2 separate regions of the Rattus norvegicus genome follow, and region 1 is linked to region 2. The links are chromatin contacts, called in public Hi-C maps. All regions are on one chromosome and are shown on one strand. The core of a region is the stretch at or near the end of the contact, and the rest is flanking DNA. Distances in the headings are between cores, read along the strand shown.

Region 1 (3,681 bases), core at 1,062-3,561, 450 kb before region 2:
TACCTTTAAAGCCACAGCACTGCCATACACAAGAAATATGTATATGAACACATACATGCAATACCACATATATACGACAAACCCTGTAACCATTGTTGGATTTGGTGAAAATTATAATGGGTGTTCATGAGTTTTTCCTTCAACTTTTTTTTGTTATAAACTGTGTAATAAAATTCAAAGGCGGAATACCTGTTACAGGTGCTGAGGCTGAAAGATTGCATCTAAGGCCTGCCTGAGTCACAGAGTAACTAAATCTTACAAAGGCTATTGTGGTGGTGTACCATCTTTCCTCCTAAAAGTGGTGGTGTACCATCTTTCCTTCTAGATGTGGTGGTGTACCATCTTTCCTTCTAGATGTGGTGGTGTACCATCTTTCCTCCTAGATGTGGTGGTGTACCATCTTTCCTCCTAGATGTGGTGGTGTACCATCTTTCCTCCTAGATGTGGTGGTGTACCATCTTTCCTCCTAGATGTGGTGGTGTACCATCTTTCCTCCTAGATGTGGTGGTGTACCATCTTTCCTCCTAGCACTCAGCAAGGCAGAGGTGGGTGACCTCCATGAATTCGAAGACAGCCTGGTCTATGTAGCATAGCAAGTTCCATGCCAGCCAGGACTACATAGTGACAACTGTCAAAATAAAAGGGGTTTGGAGAATGAAGGTTTATAAGGTCTCATCACAGTTGTTTTCATAGAAATATGGCACACTGTGTTGTGATTAAGGCTTTGAACTCAGCGGTTGAGTACTTCCCAGCATGCACAAGGTCCCGAGGTTCAATTTCTACCTGGGGTGGAATAGTATGACCAAAACAAAAACTAAAACCCACACAGTTCTAAAACAAAACCACGGCAATATTTTTGTCTTTACAAATTTATGTAAAACAGTGAATTCCAGACACATCCAAAGAAACCTCAACACCACTCCTTCCTTTCAGAAAATAAAAATGCCAGCCCTGGAAGAGCAGAGTAAAAGAAACAGTTTTAGTAAGTAAAATAATTCAAAGACATTGCATTCGTGGGCACCCTAACATTAGATAAAATACAAAAGCACTGCCAAGACTTCCCAAAGTAATTAAGTTCTAATTTACCTACACTTCATTAACATACAGTCCTATTTTACCTCATCCATCAACCTCCAATAATTTTTACTTTATAAGGTGGGGATTTGGGGAAAAAAGAAAAGGAAAAAAAATACAAGTGTATTCCGTTACTATAGCAATAGGAAATTTAGAACTTTGTAGGACCACCTTTCTTTTAGAACTAAATATACTAGGATCAAGATCAAAACACACATCTTTCATAGTCATTTTTGTTTTTTACAATAAAAAGCAAACACTAGCCTACAAAATTTAGGATATAAAAGAGCAAAAGAACCCAACATGAAGATGCACGCCAGTATTCCCAGATAACCCTAGCACTAGAGGCCAAGGAAGCAAGCCTGTCAGAAGGTCCTGCCTAGTCAGGGCTACTCAGTAAAACCCTATCCAAAATAAACAAACAAGCAGTAAAAGGGTGAGATCTCATATCTAAAAATCCAATTTGTAAAATACTTAGATATCATTCATATCTACCATCCAAACAGATGGTACCTACAGTGACTAAAGCACATTTCCAGTTTTCAATTTACCAAATTCTGCAATGTTTGCGTGCTCGTAAAAGCAAAAACAACGTTTTCCTTGACGAGAGAGAAAGAAAGCAAAATTCCACCAAAGCTCGGAAGAGCCATGCTCTACTTCTGGACTGCTACTTTTAACCTTCGCTCTCTCGGGGGCCGAATTTTCCAGATTGGTTTAGTTTTTATTTCTGGGGACAGCAGACTGGGGCGCAGAGGAGAGAAATATTGCCAACGCAGATATACGTTAAAATAATCCGGTACTACCGGAACACTAAAATGGTATGAAATAAACCGTCCCGACCGAAGAAAGTGCAACGAACAGGGCGAAGCAACGTCTCAGCTATTGTCTAAGTCAAATACTTCGTGTGAACGCCACAGAAAAGTCAAAATCTGGGAGACCTCAGGAGCTGTGCTTCCGACCCCGGGATTCACTAGATCCCCAGGGCCCTTCCTCACGCGAACAGGGCTGGAGTGTTCGCACCCACAGGCCAGAGAGAGAAGTCGCCACGAGGCCCCACCGCTCCCGTTCCTCACCTGCTCCGCGGCTGCGTCTCCTGACATGGCCTCAGAGGATTACAACGTACACACGGGCCGGCAATGGGAAGCTAGAAAGGAAAATTTTAAACTAAAAACAACCCCACCAAAACCAGTAACGCTACCCCTTGTCCCTCGGAGCCAGAGCCGCCGCAAAAATCGCCACCGCCCACTCAGATATGAATTAAAATGGCTGCGCCCCAGCCGGCTGAGGGGGTGTGAGTCGCTTCCGTATTCACTTCCGGGACAATGGGCGGGGCTGAGGCTCAACTCCCGGATTATTGGAGGTGCACAAGCGCAGAGCGATCCCAGGGGGCGGGCTCAGCGCGTGAGCTAACGTCACGGCCCGGAACTGATGACGCCGCTGTCCAGATTTCTGAGGACGGCCGGAAAGATCCAGCCGATTGGCCTGGGAGCTCCCGCGCTTCTTGGAATTTAATTACTGAGTTGCAGAGCCAGGCTCCTCCCCGTTGAAGCCTGACTGCCAATCCGCTCAGTACAGGCAAACTGACCATTTTAGGGAACAGCGTTGAGAGCTAGTGAATACCTCTCGTGTTTAGGGGATAAGGAGTCTACTAAGGCATTCTGTACACTTTCTTTTCTTGGGGGTGAGAGGAACAAATCTAGTTCGTATTAACTTTTGCTGTCACCGTTCACTACCAGACCCGGGATTTTAGTTTAGCGTCTCACTATGGTTTCTTGTCTGCAAAATTGCGGTGATAGTACGGATAGTACGAAATGTTGCTTTGTACCCAGACTTCTCACCTCACTAGAGTAACCTGGGCAATTTGCATTCTCTCTGTCTCTGTTTCCTTACCTAAAGATAAGAATAACAACAGCAGCTGAGATTTAATTAAAAAAAAAAAAAAAAAAAAAAAAAACCCTCTCTTTTGGCTTAGGCCTTAAATCACAGCACCCTGGGGACAGAGGCAGGGTGGATCTCTGTGAGTTCGAGTCCTGTAAGGCTCCAGGACGACAAGGGCCTATGAACTTTCTATTTCACCTTTTAAGCAAACAGTCGCGTGAATCACATGTACATATATTAGGAGTCACTGCAACATTTGATAATGGAGGTCTGAATATTTCAGAAGTCTTTTACAATGGAGAGTCAATTTTTTAAACTGTTGCTGATGTAACTGACTTATAAAAATATCCACAATGAGTCAGGGTGGTTCGAAGAATGGAGGTGCTTGCTGTGATGTCCTAAAAGCCTGAGTTTGATCCTACTAGCATTCGATGAGTTGACAGGATAGAACTGACTCCAGAAAGTTGTTCTTTAACCTCCACACATGCACTATGGCATGTAAACTTCTGCACTCACAAACGCATAGACATACACAAGATAAATATATAACTCTAAAGATATCCACGAAATTAAGCCCAAAAAGTGCAGAATATAAAATAGCTTATGTATGTATATATGTGTGCATCTGTGTGCGTATTCATCAAAACATCTAGAGGATGCTGTTAATGCCACAGATACAAGCAGAAAGACCACTAACCCAAATCATGACCAAATTAATTAAAACAAGCT
Region 2 (3,909 bases), core at 968-3,467:
GTCACGGTACCCTTGGGAGAGCTCCAGTAAGGAAAGCCAGGTACCCTCCACGGTAGTCACCCTCTCCGCTGAGGCACTGTGTAGAATCTCAGCCCCTGTGGCCAGGGCTCTGCTCCGCATTAGGTGGAGTCCCTGTGGCCCGAGTCTTCTCTGCCTTATTCGGAGCCGCTTGGAAATAATAGCCCAGAACATGAATCTCGCGTCAGGCCTGATTCACTGAGGCAGCCAGGTGTCTGTGAAACGGCGTCTACTTGGTTCTTGTTGGGTCGGGGTCTGGATCCAGAGTCCAGCTTCTCCTGACCTTCCAGCCACTTCCTCTGTGCAGGTAACACGGTGCCAGCGGTGTTTGCCATCCCAGCTGCCAACAGACCCGGCTTCACCGGCTACTTCATCCCAACTCCACCGCCGTCCTACAGGAGCCAGGCCTGGATGTCCTATGCAGGAGACAGTGAGCTCCCTAGCCAGTGGGCTGATTCGGTGAGACCCTCGTGATGCTCCCATAAAACGCCCCTTGTTAGACACAGCTTGGGGAGAAAATGAGATGAAAGGCAAAGATCAGCGTCTGGTTCCCTCGGGGGCCCCTCTCACCACGCTGCTGGATGAAGTGAGGATTTTAAAAGAGGTTGTGTGGTAAGGCATGTGACCTCTGATGGAGGAGTCTGAACTTGTCTTCTGGTATGCATTCAACCTCTTCCTAACAGGGTGGCTTCAACCAAGTAAGTTTTACAGTAGTAACTACCATGTGTTTAGTGTTCTTCTGTCAGACCCCATGTTAGATGTTTCATTATACTGTCCTGTTTAATCTTCACGACAGTTTGATCAAGTGAGTTTTGTGATCCCCATGACTACTCCCATTTTGCAGGTAAGGAAACTGAGGCTTTAGTCGTGTGATATATAGCATGTAAGGCCACGCATCTAGAAAAGAGCGAAGACCAGGGTCGTAATTCACTTTGAAGTGTTTATTAACTTGTTTCTCTCAGTTGTCACATTCTATAAAAGTTTAGATCAAATGTCAGCAAATGAAGCCTCAGGAACCCTGAAACCACTGTATGGTAGATCCCAAGACTTCCTGCTTGACTTCTACCTAAGGCTTTGTTTGTCCTGGTCATTTGATATCTCCCTTCAATCCACACAGGAATGTGACACAAGAATTCCCTTCAATCTATATAGGAATGTGAGAACTGCCTTTGGAGTTACCAGACGTGGCCATGCAAAAAAATAAAAAGATACAAAAGCAGAGCCACCTATGCTGTCCTTGGTTCCTAAGCTCACCTGGTATAGACTGGGAAGGCTACTCCCCCAGCTGAACTCCACAGTCCCTGCATGCTTTGGTCACTCTCAGCATTGGCCTCTGCATGCTTTGGAATACATTCCTAGCATTGGGAAACACCTTGACACTGAACTCTGGCAATATCTTTGTCCAAAGCCCTGGGATCATCATACCCTGCAGCAGGTAGTTACATCAAGTTTCAACTGTTGTTGATCCTATGTGTATAAACCTTCCTATTGACCAAAGCTTACATCTTTGGTTTCTAAAATATAAAACTACTTGCCACATTGCATAGAGAGTATTTCTGAAATGAATGTTCTCTATTCCTTCTCCCACCTCTAAAAGATTTTAGAACCTTCTGAAAAATCACCACTAGCTGAAGATCAAGTTCGAATACACAAGCCTGTGAAGTACAGTTTACATTCAGAATCACAACATAGGCTTAACAGGAGCTTGTGCTGTGATCGATTGATGACGTCTGTCAAGGAGTAGTATTTGCTGTCCTGGATTTCGGACAGCAAAGCGTAATAATGCTAGCCTACAAAAAGCTTAGTTTCTCATCTTCTCCATTCCTGAGACCACTCCAGTTGGGCTGTCCCTTGCTGATTCTAACCACTAGCATGAAGGCTTGATGTCACAGAAGGGGTTGTGTATTGACTCTCTGTACTCTGGTTCATGCAGTTAGCTAAATGTGAAATGTTAGCAGCTTCCTCCCCACACATTTGGCACCTACTGGCCACCCTTCGGTGATTTCTTAACTGTGCCTAGAACCCCAGGCTCTGGGAGAATTATACTAGGCTTAATTGTGAGCATGGGACAAGCAGAGAGAAAGTTGGGGGGGTGGAAGGAGCCTGCCTTCACAAAACTGATGGACTGAGACAGGTGGTGATGGCCCCAGGAGGAATGTCCACCACACCAGAGAACTACATGGAAACACTTGGCTGGTGTCAGGCTGGGAAAAGTCCCAGAAAGAATGGAAACTTGAGCTGTGACCTTAAAGACTTCCTGTATTCTGACCTTGGTACTTGGTCAGTTCCAGTCACCCATATATTCTTAGCTCTTGTGGCTGGATAAGTGGGACAGTCCAAACCTGGACTCCCTCCATAGTGTGGGGACAACCTTCCAGTCCATGTGTGCAGAGACTCCCTTTTTATTTATTTACAAAGTCCCTGTGGTGAAATTTAAATCCCAAACTCAAACTTAAGGCATCAGTGCAATTATTTCCTTTGAGTGGGTCCTCTTGGCCTCACCTGGGCCACTGAAGCAGCCTCAGAGCCCATTTCTGCCAGATCCACCCAGACCTTGGCTTCTCTTCTGCTGACACCCATGAAGGCTTCCCAGCCCATGGTCTCAGAAACCTACCCTCTAAAGAGGGACCGTCAGAGTAGCCAGCCTCCTGCCGTGTACTCCCCTATCCAAAATGTCTGAATGTTTGCGTCCTCTTCGTGATTCTTGTTCTAAATTCCACAATGCCATGATGATGTCTTTAGTAGGTAGGTCTTGGGGAGGTGGTTGGTTTGTGAGGAGAGACACTTGAGAACAGGATAAATGTTCTTATAGAGGAAGTCTCCATATAGCTGCCTGCTGCTTCTGTCATGTGGGTGACAGGAAAAGGCAGTAGTTAAGAAAGAAGCCTCTCACCAGACACTGGAGTCCCCAGCCTTCCTGAGTATATGAAGTAACTGTTCTTTACAAGTTCCCTAGCCGGTGATGTTTCGTTAGAGTAGGCTGAAGAGATTAAGACAGCTATCATGTTCCGTCCTCTTCAGTGACCCCAGATGAGCATGTTTGTTAATGGGGAAGGAGGCCAGCTATGGTGGTGCATGTCTGTAATCCCGGAAGTCAGGAGACATCTGTGGAGACCACTAAGGCCAGCATGCTGCACCGTGAGTGGGACAGCACGTGGTGCACATGATGCCTGAGTGGTCATCAGGCCCACGACAGAGATCCAGCCTTTACTTCTCACAAGTGTGTCCAAGGCAGTGGGTAGATGCTTTAAAGAAGCTCTGTGGACTAGCATTCACTTGCTTTTAGATAGGACACCTTAGGGACATAATTCCCACTCAGCCCACCCCTCACCTCTGTACCCCTTTTGCTCTTGTTTTCCCATCTGTCTGGCCTTCCTACCCAGCCTCTTGAACCCAGAAACATTTTCCTTGCACGTTTTCTGTGCCTGCCCCATGGCACTGTGCACAGCATGCCCCGCTGTGTCCTCTGTACTCATTTATCCAGTGTTCCAGCCAGCATCCGGGGATGTGAAGGTCTTTGTAGACCATTCCACATAAGGTACTATTTCTGTGGGCAAGACATTCCAGGATTCGACATCTTTTGTTTGCCTCACTCAGAGATTTCCATACGGTTAGGTAAAGAATGATGTGTCTCCACTTGCAATGAAAGGAGTTTTGTTTATTTTTTTCAACAGTGTGATAGTGAACCCATATCAAAAACACTGTAGTGCACGAATTAATTCTCTGTGCTTGGGGCCAGGTACACCTGTGTACAGCATGTCTTTGTGGCATAGTGGCCGCTTCCTTAGATGGCCATGTCCTTTGCTTCATTGTTGTCACCTATGAAACGAGGATAACGACGCCTACTAGCAGATTGCTGCTTGCAGAACTAAATGAGATACTGTGTGAAAA

What was found. A called contact is a pair of places that touch in the nucleus more often than the background predicts.
Region 1: a Hi-C map of psoas muscle shows a contact between it and region 2, with 2.1 times the contacts expected there. The contact joins the promoter of Cstf3 here to the enhancer-like site in region 2. A contact is called at or near these places in 6 of 12 Hi-C or Micro-C datasets (the A7r5 cell line, Schwann cells, frontal cortex and 3 more).

Annotation. Positions count from the first base shown.
Region 1 is chr3:111,419,921-111,423,601 of GRCr8, reverse strand. Cstf3 (cleavage stimulation factor subunit 3) reads right to left here and starts at 2,311. Exons shown (of 17, transcript NM_001077672.1): 1 at 2,148-2,311. The coding sequence starts at 2,174.
Region 2 is chr3:110,967,824-110,971,732 of GRCr8, reverse strand. D430041D05Rikl (RIKEN cDNA D430041D05 gene like) reads left to right here. Exons shown (of 21, transcript NM_001419547.1): 20 at 326-477. Among named protein-coding and RNA genes, the nearest start is that of C3h11orf91, 30 kb to the right of the region's middle. Within about 2 kb of position 2,217, at least 2 of the 93 cell types and tissues checked have an H3K27ac peak or open chromatin away from gene starts, as enhancers often do.